Linked DNA regions of Mus musculus: region 2 is linked to region 1. Evidence: chromatin contacts called from public promoter capture Hi-C data. All regions are on one chromosome and are shown on one strand. Each heading gives the region's core, a stretch centred on a gene start, on an enhancer-like site or on the middle of the called end of the contact. The rest is flanking DNA. Distances are from core to core; before and after follow the strand shown.

What was found. Promoter capture Hi-C pulls out the DNA fragments that hold promoters and counts their contacts.
Region 2: a promoter capture Hi-C map of liver shows a contact between it and region 1, with 2.4 times the contacts expected there. The contact joins two enhancer-like sites. A contact is called at or near these places in 2 of 39 promoter capture datasets (liver and pre-B cells) and 1 of 115 datasets of contacts at active chromatin or transcription factors (pancreatic cancer cells).

The regions. Positions count from the first base shown.
Region 1 is chr1:131,978,034-131,985,701 of GRCm38.p6, forward strand. Slc45a3 (solute carrier family 45, member 3) reads left to right here. Exons shown (of 5, transcript NM_001177628.2): 3 at 1-165; 4 at 715-980; 5 at 3,258-4,939. The coding sequence ends at 3,695. Among named protein-coding and RNA genes, the nearest start is that of Slc45a3, 19 kb to the left of the region's middle. Within about 2 kb of position 2,723, at least 21 of the 459 cell types and tissues checked have an H3K27ac peak or open chromatin away from gene starts, as enhancers often do. A contact at or near this core is called in liver, where this site is marked.
Region 2 is chr1:132,584,326-132,591,993 of GRCm38.p6, forward strand. It overlaps Nfasc (neurofascin), which reads right to left. Exons shown (of 30, transcript NM_182716.4): 25 at 3,749-3,985; 26 at 39-155. Among named protein-coding and RNA genes, the nearest start is that of Gm51646, 40 kb to the left of the region's middle. Within about 2 kb of position 2,661, at least 27 of the 459 cell types and tissues checked have an H3K27ac peak or open chromatin away from gene starts, as enhancers often do. A contact at or near this core is called in liver, where this site is marked.

The DNA of each region.
Region 1 (7,668 bases), core at 1,473-3,972:
GCCGCATGCCTCGCACCCTACGCCGACTCTTTGTGGCTGAGCTGTGCAGCTGGATGGCACTTATGACTTTCACACTGTTCTACACGGACTTCGTGGGAGAGGGGCTGTACCAGGGTGTACCCAGAGCCGAGCCAGGCACCGAGGCCCGGAGACACTATGATGAAGGTGAGTCTTTAGCACCAGTGGAAGCTGCTATTGGCGGCTGCCCTGCAGAGGACAGGCCAGGGTTGGGAGATGCTCACAGCCTGGGTGACTCTACCCTGGGTGACTCTACCCTGGGTCCCAGCTCCCCGTCAGTAAAGGAAAAAGGATCTCTCTATATGCAGTAGCTCATGAACACTGCTGCTGCTGTCTTGGTGACTCAGTAGGGCTTCTAGGTCTATGTGGCTCCAGTTCCATTGGGTCCTGTGCTCCCTGCTTGCTTTCCAGTAACTCACCATGCCTTCTAGTTCAGCATTCCACAGAACTGTCTTAGAGCCAGTGTGGGGGCTGTTTTGTGATCCCCCCACCCTTACATACCTTGTACTTCTTCCCTGGAACATCTTCCTCTGCCCTTTGTCAACAGCCCTGGTCACCTTCACTAATTACAATCTAGATGCTGTCGTCCTTGCAGGCAGGTGGGGAGGGCCCCAGGGAGCAGATGCCCATGGCTACTAGTCTCTAGCTCCCCCTAGATTGTGTAGGGTCCTTACCCCACTTCTTCCCTACCTCCAGGCATTCGAATGGGCAGCCTGGGGCTCTTCCTGCAGTGTGCCATCTCCCTGGTCTTCTCCCTGGTCATGGACAGGCTGGTACAGAAGTTCGGCACACGGTCAGTCTATCTGGCCAGTGTGATGACCTTTCCTGTGGCTGCCGCTGCCACCTGCCTGTCCCACAGCGTGGTGGTAGTGACAGCCTCAGCTGCCCTCACCGGGTTCACCTTCTCGGCCTTGCAGATCCTGCCTTACACGCTCGCCTCCCTCTACCACCGTGAGAAGCAGGTACTCCCATTGGCTAGTACAGGGTGGGGGCGGCCTGAGTATGTGGCGTCTGACAAGTGATGTTGGAAAAGACTTGGATCTCTCTGACCAGAGAGGACAGCTGGGGCCAGAGGCTACAGCCGCTGAAGAAGGGTAGATTCTAGGAATGACTTCCTGGCTTTAGAACTAGAAAGCACTTGAGTGGATGATTGCAGGAAGTGCTGAGTCCCTCACTAGGAATCTTGAACAATAAGCATACAGCGGAAGTCCTTTATTCTGGGCTGTATTATTATATCCAGAGGTAGAGTGTGGGTCCCTGGCGTGTGGCTGTGGCAGGTGGCAGTGGAAATGGCCTGGCCTTAGCTAATCTTTGCTAAGAGAGGCAATGTGATGGATCTGTATCCTGCTTGCTGCAAGATGGCGGAGGCTTCTTTCTTCCTGCCCCTCTTTCTAGTTTACCTTCTAATCCTCTGTGTCTCTCTGTCCCCCACCCACCCACTCCTCTCCCTGCTTTCCTCCTTTGCATCCATCCTTTTCCTCAATCCCTTCAGTGCATATCTGAGCCTGACATACTAACTTCGTTTACCTGAGCTTAATAAGCTGGGGAGGGGGAGGAGAGGCCGGGGCGCTGGCACCTTAATCCACACTAACCAGTTCCTGCAGAAGGCCCTCTTCCTTGGCAGGCTTCCTGACTTAGACAGCGTGCTCACCCTGTCTCCAGCACTGTCCTCCCTGAGCTTTAAGGACCTGGATTCAGAACTCCATCAGAAGAAGCACAAGTTGGTGTAGCTTAGGGAAGAGACCACAGGCCTTCCCCTTCTAGAGTTTTCAGAGTTAGGAAAGACCTGGCCCTGGCCCACAGCTTGTTCAGCAGTAATTTGCAGGGGTGTGGTGGGGGGTGGGCTGGTAATGGGAACCTGGTCCTTCCTGTTGACTCTTTTTTTTTTTAAAGATTTATTTATTTATTATATGTAAGTACACTGTAGCTGTCTTCAGACACACCAGAAGAGGGCATCAGATCTCGTTATGGATGGTTGTGAGCCACCATGTGGTTGCTGGGATTTGAACTCTGGATCTTTGGAAGAGCAGTCGGGTACTCTTACCCATTGAGCCATCTCACCAGCCCTGTTGACTCTTATGGAGCTCTGGGCTGGGGCTTTAAAAGCTGCTGTCCAAAGATGAGGCTTGAGCACCTGTGGTTATACCAGGAGTAGCCTTCCTCTCTGTACTGAGGAACATGTCTGTCCTGGGGACCTTTCTAGTAGCCAGCCTTAGTGGCCTTTCCTTGGATGGCAGGCAGGAATAAAAGGGTCTATAGCAGTAGCTGGGGACAGGCTTGGTCCTGCATACTGTCCAACTGTCCTTTGCCACTTCCTGAGTTATGGGATGAGCTGATGAGTTGTGGGTTTCTCTGGTACTGCCTGGGAGCTTCCAGCTCTCTGTTGCAACCAGCTTCATCAGCCTTCTGTGTTAGACACCGCCTGGCACAGGGACCAGTATGGGGTAAAACCTTGTCTTGTTATTCAGTAGGAAGCCCCAGGCCATTGGGGCTTAGGGTTGGTGGAGGGGGGTGGTGACCCTACAGGCATGTGTTCTCTAGTCCCTGGCAGCCTACAGGAAGAAATTGAAAAATGTCAGGGTCAGGCAGCTGGGCTGTGGAGGTCAACAAGAAAAAAAAAAAGTTCTCCCTGCTGCCTCTCCCTTTTGTAGGCCCAATTACTGGGCTCTCCCTGGCCAAAGGCAAAGGCCAAGGCAGTGACCTCGTGTTGAACAGTTATCTCTAGCAGGCCTGGATCCTAGAGGGGCAGGACAGTGAAGACTTCCCTATGGCCCAGTGGAAGGAAGGGTGTGCAGGGGGTTGAGGTAGTCCCTGTGGAACTTGGGACCTCGAAAGCACCTCCTTTGTTTGTTTGTTTGTTTGTTTGTTTTTGTTTCCCCCTCTGTTCTTCTGTCTCTATTCTGTCTCAGTTTCCTATCTTTTCTAGAGGGCTCTGCACTTTTCTCAATCTGTGGATCTGAGTTGACTGACTCCTTGTGTATTCTAAGAAAAGCTAGAATAGACTTCAGGCTGTTTCCCCAACCATGTTAAGGGGGTGGGGGGTGGGGGTGGAGAGTCTGCTTGGAATCCACACCAAGTAGCACCTCCTTAGGTTTTGGATTTTTTTCCCCCCCCTGAAAGCCAGTTGCCTGGTTTCCTATAGCCCCTGATTAGAGGCAGTGAGGGCCTGTTGTCATATACGGGAATCCCCGCACCTGAATACACACCTGTCTTTGTTTCCTTTTTATCCCCACCCTCAGGTGTTCCTGCCCAAATACCGAGGGGACGCTGGAGGTAGCAGCGGTGAGGACAGCCAGACAACCAGCTTCTTGCCAGGCCCTAAGCCAGGAGCTCTCTTCCCCAATGGACACGTGGGCTCTGGCAGCAGCGGCATCCTGGCCCCTCCACCTGCACTCTGTGGGGCCTCTGCCTGCGATGTCTCCATGCGAGTGGTGGTGGGTGAGCCACCTGAGGCCAGGGTTGTTACGGGACGGGGCATTTGCCTGGACCTGGCCATTCTGGACAGTGCCTTTCTGCTGTCCCAGGTGGCTCCGTCCCTGTTCATGGGCTCCATTGTCCAGCTGAGCCACTCTGTCACTGCCTATATGGTATCAGCTGCAGGCTTGGGTCTGGTCGCCATTTACTTTGCTACACAGGTAGTGTTTGACAAGAACGACTTGGCCAAATACTCAGTGTAGAATTGTGTAAGGCATCAAAGAGAGGGTCTGCCTCATGGGTTCTCAGCCCTTAGAGGGCTGCAGAGCTGGCCTCTCCAGGTCTTTGTCGCCTAAGTGGCTCTCTGCTGCCACCCTAAGGCAGTGAGGTGTATTGTTGCACAGATAGGAGCCAGAGCTTTCGGGGCTCTGGCTTCAGAGTCTGGCTGGCCTACTGGCAGCCTCTCGCATGGAAGTCATTCTGAAGTTCTGCAGGGATTGAAATGTGGTCTGTTCAGGTGTCCTGTATCAAGGCTCCAGGTTAACAGCTAACCTCCTGCTTAAGTCACCAGAGGGAGGATTTGGGGGACCTGAACAAACTTCCCTCCAAGTCCCTTGACCAGATTCTGCCACTGTTGCTCTTGCATGGGAGTTTCTTGTAGGATGCTCTCCTCCACAGGGTTTGGCAGGGTGGAAGTTGGAAGGAGGAACCCTAGCAGGCAAGATGAAACCCCGTGATCTACAGCACTGCCTTTCTGCTGAGTCTCCCACCCCCCACTTGTTTCAGGAAATGGCTCAGCTTGTTGGCCACAGAGACACAGGCCTTTAAATATTTAATTTATTATTTATTTAACAAATGAGAAGAAAATTCATTCCCAGCCTTTTTATGTTGTGCCTAGGAGTTGAGTAGGGTGGGATTCCCCAAAACTGGGTCCCCTAAAATAGCTGGTCACTGTGTTAGATATTGCCAGACTCCTCTTCTGGGGTGATAGATATGGTCCCCCAAACTGCTCAGCCCAGTACCTCGGGCAATCTCTTCATCCTAATTGAGAGCCATAAGATGTTCCTGCTCAAGGATTGGGACCCAAGGTCTCCACAGCATACCAAATCCCAATTCTCTCTTGACCCAGTTTGGTTCCCTGATTGCCCACTTCTCCCTATGGGAAAGGACTGTGAAGAGATTGCCCTTCCAAGTCTGTCCCCTGGCTCCAGGACCTCTCTATGGGGCTTTCTGAATCCTAAGCACAAATGTGGTTCCTTAGGCTTCTGCCCATCTCAGCCTCTGGGGCATATCTGTCACAGCCTGGGGAATCTCACACAAACTCAGGAGTACTCCCCGCCAGAGCCAGTGAGCTCATCACGTCGAGGGGGATTTCAGTGCTGATTGCAATAATGTTATCTATGTCTTATTTATTTAGCAGAGTAAATATTTTATACCGTATGTGATAAATCAGAGTATAATGTTTATGGTGATGAAATTAAAAGCTTCGTATATGTTTACTTGATATGTGTTTGTCTTTTCTGTATGAGGAGGAGGCCATTCTAAAATCAGCCTCACTCTGTTCCTGGGGGACTCTTAGCTTTGGCAGCGTCAGTTCCCATGTGTGGCCAGCAGGTGGAGCCATGGGCCAGGTACAGGCATAGGGACTGAAGGTAGAGACAGGAAGAGTCTTAAGTGCAACACTGTGCAGTTTTCTGCTTCTCCAGGGGTCACTGAAGATGGAGCGTTCACAGTGAGGACAGTTGGCGTGTGGAGGCAGGATTTCAGTAGTTGCCATGGCAACGTTCTTTCACATCATACCCTCACCTGGTCCAGCTCAGTCCTTCCTGCCTTGCCCTCTCTCTGAGCTCTCCAACCCAGACATTCCTGCCCCTGACATTCTAGAGTGGTCAGCACAGTTAATACCCACACGAGGGCTCGTTTTACTTTTGAAAAGGTTTCTATGGGACTGGAGAAGATGGCTCAATGGTCAGTGCGTACTATTCTTGCAGAGGACCCAAGCTCAGCTCCCAGCACCTGTACCAGGCGGCTCAAAACTGCCTGTAACTCCAGTCCCAAGTGATCTGATGACCCTCAGACTTCATCATACAGACATACACATAAATGACAATAAAATATTACAAAACAAAGTCCTCTGTATTATCTAACTTTATTGTGAAAATTGTCAAACAGTATGTGTGGTATAACCAGACCCCGGCTTCGCAACTCAAAAATCGGTTCCTTTCCAGGGGTTAGTTCTTAAAATTCTCTGCTATGCCATTTTATTTCACTTGTAAAACTTTGGTATGTAGCTCCAAGAGAAGTATTCTGGGTGGGGAGATTGCTCAGTGGCTAAGAGCATTTGCTGCTCTTCCAGAAAACCGGAGTTCTGTGCCCAGCATTCACAAGTTCTTGTCATTCCAACTCTAGGGGGCTGAACACCCTCTTTCTGCCTCTGCACACACACACACACACACACACACGCACACACACACACTCAAACACCACAGTTTAAAAGAAGACTGTTTAATTACTTGCCTGTATGCCATGTTATCTAATGGAGCATAGGGTAATTAATTATTCAGGTCATGTACAGCTAGCTGCCAAAGGAGAGTGAGTGTCAGTGCTGCTTGGTGTGGTGGTTTGAATAAGAGTGGCCCCTCTAGGCTCATATACTCAAATGCTTGGTCATCATGGAATGGCACTACTTGGAAAGAGTAGGAGGTGTGTGTGGCCTTGTTGGAGGAAGTGTGTCACTGGGGGTGGGGGTGAGGAGGGCTTTGGGGTCTCCAAAGCTCAAGCCAAGTCCAGTGTTGTTCTCTTCCTGCTGCCTACAGATCCAGATGTAGAACTCTCAGTTCCTCCTCCATCATTATGTCTGCCTGCATGCTGCCATGCTTCCTGCCATGATGATAATGGACTAAACCTCTGAAGCTGTAAGCCAGCCCCAATTAAATGTTTTCCTTTATAAGAGTTGTTATGGTCATGGAGTCTCTTCACAGCAATAAACACTGATAGTTGGTTTAAAACAGGCCCTAGTTTATATACATTACCTCTAGTTGCTTTGCTAAATTGTTTCCTGCATTCCTGGGTGTCTGTCCCCCTTTTTATTATTTTTAGCCTGCCATTTAAGAGTCCTGGGATTTTTCTGAAGTGTTGCCCACACTCCATATTGGCCTGGCTGTTTCCTCAGGTCTGCTTAAGATGGTCCTCTTTTTTCTTTTTGTGGTGCTGGGAATTGAACCCAGGGCCTTGGGTATTCTGGTGAGTGCTCTATCACTGTGCTATGCCCCCAGCCTTAAGGTACTCCTCCCGCACCCCCATAGGCTGCCAATAAGATAGAGGCTTGGCTAGACTCAGGGTTTATTTTGGTAAGACTGTATCACAGGTGGTCCTTTCTGTAAGCATCCTTCATAGGTATAAAATGTCTTCCTGCCCTATGTTTTGTTTTTCTGGTGTGTGTGTGTGTGTGTTTAGAGTTTCCCACCAACCTTCCATCTAAGCCACTGGAGATTATTGCCAAGGTCTCCTCCCCTCCCCTCCCCTCCCCTCCCTTTCCTTTCCCTTTTCTTTTTTTTTTTTTTTTTTTTTTAAAGATTTATTTATTACATGTGAGTACACTGTAGCTGTCTTCAGACACACCAGAAGAGGGCATCAGATCTCTTTACGGATGGTTGTGAGCCACCATGTGGTTGCTGGGATTTGAACTCTGGACCTTTGGAAGAGCAGTCGGGTGCTCTTACCCACTGAGCCATCTCACCAGCCCCCACCTTTCCCTTTTCTTTCTTTCTAAGATTTGTTTGTTTTATGTATATGAGTACACTGTCTCTATCCTCAGACACCCCAAAGAGGTTTTCAGGTTTCATTACAGATGGTTGTGAGCCACCATGTGGTTGCTGGGAGTTGAACTCAGGTCCTCTGGAAGAGCAGTCAGTGCTCTTAACCACTGAGCCATCTCTCCAACTTCAAGGGTCTCGTTTCTTCAGATGTGAAATTACACCCTTCAACCTCTCTCAGTGTCTGTCTCTATTTTTCACTCTTATATTTTGTCCCCCCCCCCTTCTCTCTATAGCCCTGACTGGCCAGGATCGTGCTCCATAAACCAGCTCAAAGATCCATCTGCCGCTGCCTCCTTAGTGCTGGGATTGAAGGGGTGTGCTACCACTGCCTGGCATATCTCTAAAAGAGAGAATCTTTTTTTTTTTTTTAACTTGTTTATTTATTATATGTAAGTACACTGTAGTTGTCTTCAGACAC
Region 2 (7,668 bases), core at 1,411-3,910, 610 kb after region 1:
CCGTGGCCGCCACGCCCACCCCACATAGCAATGCTTACTGTCGATGTACTCAACCACAAAGTCAGTTCCAGGCCTGAAATTGTGCTTCCAGGTGATGTTGGCCCATTTACTGTTGGGGAGCACTGTGACGTTCCAAATGGACTGCTCGTCGGGGGCTGGCGGAGGACGGGTTAGAAGAGGAATTAATGGTGAGGACAGAGGTGGCACAGGAGACTCAGAGAGACACATCCATATACATGCATACTCTCACACCCAGAGCCTGCTGGGAAAGGGAGGGGTCAGGAAAGGCTGTGCACTCAGCCCAGTAGAGCTACAGGCTGCCGTCTTGATAGCCACAGGCCAAGGGTAGCTAGCTACCCAGCGCTGAGCAAGGACAGCCAGGGGACCTGTCTGCATGTGAAGGAGATCAGGAAGCTGTCTCTCACACCTCACAAGATGGGAACAAGTGTAGGCTTCTGGTCATTCCACTGATTCCCTTATTTTGGATTCCTTGCCATAGATCGGAACAGTGCAAGGAAAGGGGCAAAGAAACAGGCCCTGTGGTCGGGATGCCAGCAGACAGGGCGAGTAGGCTTTTTGTTTCCAACCAGAAGAGAGGTTGCTTTTGAAAATCAAGCAGATGTGACTTGGGGTGTGGCTCAGTAGCAGTGTGCTTGTGGGGGGGCACATGGGTTCCACACCTAGCACTGCCAAAAATCACGGAAGAATAACTAGCAGCAAGGATGGGACTAAATACAGGCAAAGTCCCCTGGCTTCCTGAAGCTATCGAATACTAATCCAGGCAGGTGCCCTGGATCTGAGGACCCCTGATCAATGAAAGCCTGGATGGCCGGTACTGTGTGGCTTAGAACTTCAGGGTCCCTAATCCAGTCAGAGTTGGCATCCCTGTCACAAGCCAGATGGGACCAAAGGATGCTGAGCTCTTCTCGGTAGCCCAACCTTAGTGTTCTCTACACTAGAACCCTGCTTGCTGGCTTCCCAGCCATATAGCTACTGAGGCTTCATCTCCTTATAACAAAGAGGACGTTAATTATCAAGCTCTGGGGGGGTCTGGGAACTGCTCTATCAAAGCCACCGAGCTGTCTGAAACCATAGCCCCCTTGTCTATAGGAGAACGGCAGCAGCCTCCTATTGTAAGAGTCCCAAAAGTCTGATTACCACATTTCCCAGCAAAGATTTAGCAGCAGAGGACTAGCCGGGATGCTTGTAGTTCAAAGGCTTTACAAGCATGGCTCCTGTATATTTAATTAGAATGCAAGGGGGCACTGTCACCAACTCAGTTGTCAAACATAAATGAATAGAGTGTATTGACGGTGCATTTATGCATTATCTATCTGCCATGTGACTGAGTCTGCAGGGCTGGGGAAGTGATAAAAGATTTTCTGATTTTCACTTCAAAGAAGTGTTTTTCCCCTACTGCAATCCTGTCAGGTTGCCCCAGGTGAACACAGTGTGTGTCAAGACACAGTGTGTGTCAAGAGAAGGGCCGAGAAAGGCAGCCTGCTGCCTAAGAGGGAGGGGGACAGGCTGCTTCTCTGCTCCATGGTCCATTTTGACCATCTTTATCCTCAGTCCGGGACTCTATACAATAGCATTTGCATCTACATTAAACGGTCTGACCCCCAAGGTAATACTGAGTCAGATCTGATGCCCTCAAAGGCAGTGAGGTTCAGGGTGCTCTTAGGAAAGGCCAAGTAGCTGTGGCAGTGACTGAGATGCTTGTCAAGCAAGCCTGTCAAACCGAGTTAGGATCCCCAAACCCAAACAGAAGCTGAATACAGAAACACAAGGGTCCGTCACTATAGACCAGGAGACCTGAGGCTGAAAGAATACGAATGTGAAGCTTGTAGGCCCTGTGTGTACAGCAGCAAACCACAAGAGACTGTCTCAAATAAGATGGAAAGCCAGCATCAACACTTAAGGCTGTTTCCTCTGATTGTCATGTATGTATCTATATTCATACACGCTAACGTGCATACACACACACACATTATATACACAGAGAAAAGAAAAACCCAAGCAGTGGGAGACCAAGATGATTCTGAGGTGGGGACCATACGGACAGGCCAGAACGATGACTGCTAAAGAACTGTGGTGTTCAAAGGGGAGGGGCCCAGAAGGTGAACTCTGGGGGGCTGGGAAGTTCAAAGGGAGGCCATGATCAGCACGCGCTGTTCCACCAGCTCCTGGCACATAAGAGCTAGGGAGCAGCACCCAAATCTAGAAAATGACACAAAGGATACCCTGCAAAAGGAGAAGTTATGAGACATTTTATGTGATGGTAGAAGACAAGACGAAGATGAAATTTCATTTAAAAGATTCCCTGGAAGCCAAGATACTTTCCGGTTGTCCCTAAACTCCCCATAAGACTGGGGCTGAGGCCAGGCCCTCTGTGGCTTCAGACAAGGCCTACACCTGGGCAGTGAGTCACGGGGTCACGGGGTCAGTCCTGCCTGCGGTAAGAATGATGTTTCTAGGTCAGGAACTGCCAGGGCGCAAGGTTCCACTGTTTCTGGATTCTTGGCTCAACTCTATGAATTGAAGCACTTTAAAGATTCAAAAAGCCATCCTCCGGTGAAAATCGCTCACTGTGCCCTAGAGGACAGTGACCCCCAAGCCGCTGACGGCAGCCTCGCCTGGGCTGACTTTGCCCCTAACCTCCATGTTTACACTCCAGTACTCCGCCTCTCAAGCAAATCAGGCTTTCCGCGGGCTGAGGGGCTCGGCTGTGACTCACCTGCCTCTGCCTACAGCTCACGTGACACCACAGAACTGAGCAACCGCTAACAGGACTGTCCAGCTTCCACCTGCATTCAGAGGCTAACAGGCAGGTGGGTGGGAGGCAGTGAGGCTGGGAGGTGGGAGGGACTTGCCCAAGAAGCAAAAGCCATGGAGGCTGGGGGTGGGGGTGGGGCGTCGAATGATTCTCCAGGAATGGGAGCATTCTGGATACTTCCTGGAAGTCTTTCCTGCTGCTTCAGGCTATTTTTATAGCTGCCTCCTGGGTGCCGGAAGTTAGGGACCCCCTACTCTTGTGATAATACAAGGTTGATGCTTGGGATTCAGAAATGGTTGGATTCTCCAAGGATCTTTTCATGCTCAAGGAGCAGAGCTGTGGAGCCCAGGGGCCCTAAAGCCATCCCTAGAACTCTGGCAGTTCCTCCTCCAAGGAGGAGTGCTTTAGGAGTGATAGAAAAGCGATGGAGCATCGTTAGGCCTGGGAACACCATCTCCTGCACGCTCTAACTATTAAAAAGAAATACCTGCAAGGAGTCCCTTGGGACTGGGGTGCAAGGAAGGGGCAGGGGTTCCAGACACATTGCCGCATGGTACAGCAGCCACTCCCTGCTCCTCCTCCTCCTCCTGGTCTTTGTCCCTAGAGGTGGACAGACGTGGTGTAGCCAGCAACTGGCCAGGCACACAGCCATTAGAACCTTCCCCTCTCACCACTTCTCTTCTTGAGTACCCATCCCTGGCTGGCTACTTGGCATATGCTTGGGATGCTCTCTGAGAAGCCCAGAGCCCTGTGGAAGATCTGATTAGCATTAAGGAGTCCTGGGTGGTGAGTGACCACCTGTGTGTGCTCAGGACAGGGTCTTTGGGCCTGGTTTGCAATGTAAAACATGGCAGGGCTGGGTTGGTAATTGCCACTCCAAAGCCCATTGCTCAGCCAGGGAAATCTGGGTTTGTCTGGAGAAGCTGGGAGGTGGACTCAGAAGGGGTCAGGAGCATGGGCAGTGCACAATACCGGTTTCGTGAATCTTAGTCCCAGCAGTGGTAGTGGGAGGGCTCTCCGTAGTGGTGGTGGTGGTGGTGGCGGCAGTGGTTGTAGTAGTTGTGGCAATGGTGGTGGCGACGGTGGTAGGTACGACGGTTGGAATGATGGGAACTGTTGTGGCTTCACTGGTGGCAGCAAGGGCAGTAGCATCAGTACTGCTCACAAGGCCTGTGGTACCCACAGTAGTCGGGGGCAACGTGGGAGGAGCTAAGAGGGAAGTGTGAAACAACCGAGTCTGGTTGGTCTGGTAGCACACAGCTAGTACATCTGGCCCCCACGTGCAAGGCAGGCAGCCCAGTGGTGAGATGGGCTCAGAAGTCAGAAGCCCCCCCCCCCCCCCCAAGCATCCGCACTGGTCCAGAAGGACCTCAGCAACCAACATACAGCCATGGGTGAGGAAGAGAATGAAGCTGGTGTGTGGTTCATTTTCTTCTCATGGTCTGTGTAGCTTTAAGCACCCAGCATGCATTCAACCAGGAACCAGGAGAGTGGTCAAAGGACACACACACTAAACCATTTGAACCCCGGGGATGGCACAAACTGTGGGCCACATACCACCTACAAAGTCTCAGAAATATCAGACGGGTCCAGCCCTGGAGCCTTAGCTCAGAGGAGTGGTGGGCAGGAGTCTGGGCTCTGTCCTCCAGGGACTCGGAGCAGGCAACCACTCCCAGTTCTTCACTCTTAATTTTCCGCCCACCCCATCGTCTCTGTGGTTTCTGTCCCCCTCCCCTACCTCTCCCTTCTTTGCCTACTGATGGCTTCCCCAATCCCCAACATAAACTTGCCTTTCTGTCCACAGACCCTGAGTCCTTCCTGTTCATATTCAAACCCAGAATGGATGACAGTGTGGCCTGTGATGGGCAACCTTAGCCTCCCAGCCACAGAAAGGCATGGAAACTGCAGGACGAAAGAGCTGAGTGCCAGCTCCCTCTCTGTGGAAATCTCCAGAGAGGCTCAGCCAGGCTCTTATCTGGGCTGACTGCTCCTGCTCCACCTCCATCTAAAGAGGCCCTGGGCCTAGTCCACAAACTCGGCCACCTTTTCATAGAGTTCTTCTATTGAACAGAACAGGGAAGCTAGTGAGGGTCTTCTCCTTGTTCTCCAGATCAGTCTTTGTTGGGACTAACAGTATGAGGATGACCAGGCAAACGAGAGAGAGCAGAGCGGTATCCCTTACTGCTTCACTGCTAATGATCTGACCACTGTCTACCTTCTCTGGTGGTGTTAGCAGTAGGCAGAGACTAAGACATAAACAGTAACCCTATCTTTGGAGACATAGTGACATGCTATTCTGCCTCAAATCTCCTAAGACCCTGATAAATAATATCCCCTGCATCTCCCATCCTCACAGAAGAGGGCAAGGCCAGGGATGGAAGCCAGAGGACTTTCCCCAGGAGAATCAGCCTCCCGAGTCTAAGACGTTTCAATCAGAACGTGACTTATTTTACTTCCATGGGCCTCTGTGGTTATAAGTCCTATAGGGAAGAAGGGCGCATTTCCAAGGTCCCTGAAGCATCCCTACATATAAAAGCAGAGCTATTGCTGAGCCCTAAGTGTGGGGACTAGATGACCATCCATTATGTCTCAGAGAATCCAAGGGAAGTCCAAAGTCAGTAACAGTGTAGTCCCCAAACCCCAGTCGACTTCAGGCATCAAGAAAGTACCAGGAGGATCTGGTAGGGCACGGCAGGGAGCAGGAGAGAAACCTCCCTGTCATTGTTTTTCCAGGGTTCAAACCCAAGGAAGCCCTAGGCCAGAGAGTCAGCTCAGTGCTCTTAACGCTCTGCATGAAGCTCTTGGCTTATCCTACTCATTAGCATGCCCGTGGAAGCATGAATTCACAAGTAGACACTGCAGAGATAAGTATGAAAGTACTAAGTAGACAAGCAGAGACACTATGAGGTGAAGCTCAGTTGTCTCGGGGCTGGGTCTGTATCCACCATGACCATAACCACAAGTGAGACAGAGGAAGAGGTTTTGTTCCTCTGGATAAGACAGTTCTCACTTAGTTCTTTATGAATAATGCATCTTCTAGTACTTTCTGGGAGATGAGAGGTTCACAAGGTCCTGGTTTTTTTTTTTTTTTTGACTATTTAAATGGTGTCATGAGAAAATACTCCTCATAACTTAGGTCACTGCCCCGCCCTGTCATAGAGTCCGGGAACCTGGGTTCCTTTCCTTCAGGTACAGAGGCTGTACATTTTCCAGGGCCCATGAATCCAAGTCCATTTTCCTCAATGGTCTCCTATGACCACTGGTCCTTTAACATACAGGGACATATACTCACATCTCCCTTAGTCCCTCTGTATCACATGCTTTCCAGGGCATTTCAGCAAGTGCCCTTGGGACAGATATGATGAGAGGTTGGACTAGGTTTTGAACTTTGTTCAGCAGCTTGAAGATAAGGGCGAGAAGCGACCATGTGGATGCTTCCAGCCACATCCCCCTCCTCTGACAGCCACTCCTACCACGTATAAAGGAAGGCATTCTCTGTGGTGATAGTTCCTGGGTTCTTCCCCTGGGGCTGTGGCAAGCTTCAGAGTATAAGTGAGAAGGGGAAATGGGGAGAGAGGGTGGGAGCTACTGGAAGCCCCCAGGTGTGCCCCCCAGTGAAGTTCCGTAAAGAGTAGACCTCCAGAGGCCACAGCTGGTGAATCAGCATGCCCTCGACCCACTCATTGCTATGTCTGTTATTCCCAGGCTGGAGGGCCACAGGATACAGGGAGGGCAAAGCCAAGAGGAAAGGCACCACAGCTGGAGAGAGAATCAGCCAAAGCGTCTGACGGGCAGGCAGGAAGGGCATGAGCTTTTCACAAGGGAACTATGTATTGCTCAGGCCTGTCAGAGCATTTCAACCTGGGACTGAGTTAGGGAGAGGATGGAAGACTGATGAGCCCTGAAGAGGGGCTGGCATTAACAGAGGGGGTCACAGGTTAGGTAGATATATTCCTGGGTTAGAAGTTGTAGCCACACAGGAACTATGAGTGTGGGAAAAGCCCTGGCTGGTACTGATTGGCAATCAACAGCTGGCCAGCAACCTAGAGAGAGCCATGAATGTCCAGTACCAAAGATGGTTTAGGGAAGCCTAGATCTGGAAGCTGAGAGTCTGCCAATATAGGGAAGGCTAACCCTATAGACTGTCTTAGTCCCCAAGAAAGACACACAATTAAGGACTTGAGCGTTTGGGGGAGTATCGTGTAGAGATGGAGAGACGACACATCTTGTTCATTTTCACGTTGTCCTAAACCCGCCACAGAGCTTCTTCTATCAGCAACCCACCCAACCTTCACAGCTCTGAGCTGAGTCAAAGACAAGAACAGCTTCCAGGCATTCCAAGATGGAATGTTCGGTCCAAGATCGTCCACATGGCACGAAGACTACCCCAGCCAAGTCACAGACTGTTAGACAGATGGGTAGCAATCCTAGCAGACTGAAGATACAGGTGGATGAGAGGGATTATTTTCGCCGGGCGATAGAAGAACTGATCAATTTGGGGGGAAGTGACGAGGTTTGGTGAGGATGAGAAGGAAGAGGGTGGAGGGCTGGACACCACTCCCTTTGAATAGACCCAAGCTCTACTGGCCCCAGAAGGTGTTGTGCACGCAAAGCTGACAACATCTGATATAACTGGCATGTCTCAGTTACCCAAAAGTACAATCTGCCCTTCCCGTGTGTCATGTGGAAGTTGGTGCCTGGAAAACACACTTGATTGACAGCAAAGACCCAGGGCCCATCCTGCACAGCATGCTGAGTTTAGATCGTTTAAAATTGGAAGGAAGACATGGAGGGGGAGTTGGAATGACACGTCTCCTTGCAACTGCAGCTCACAGGAGGGCTGCACAGACTGCCCTCTGAACACGGCAGACTTCTTACTGCTGGATCCTCTA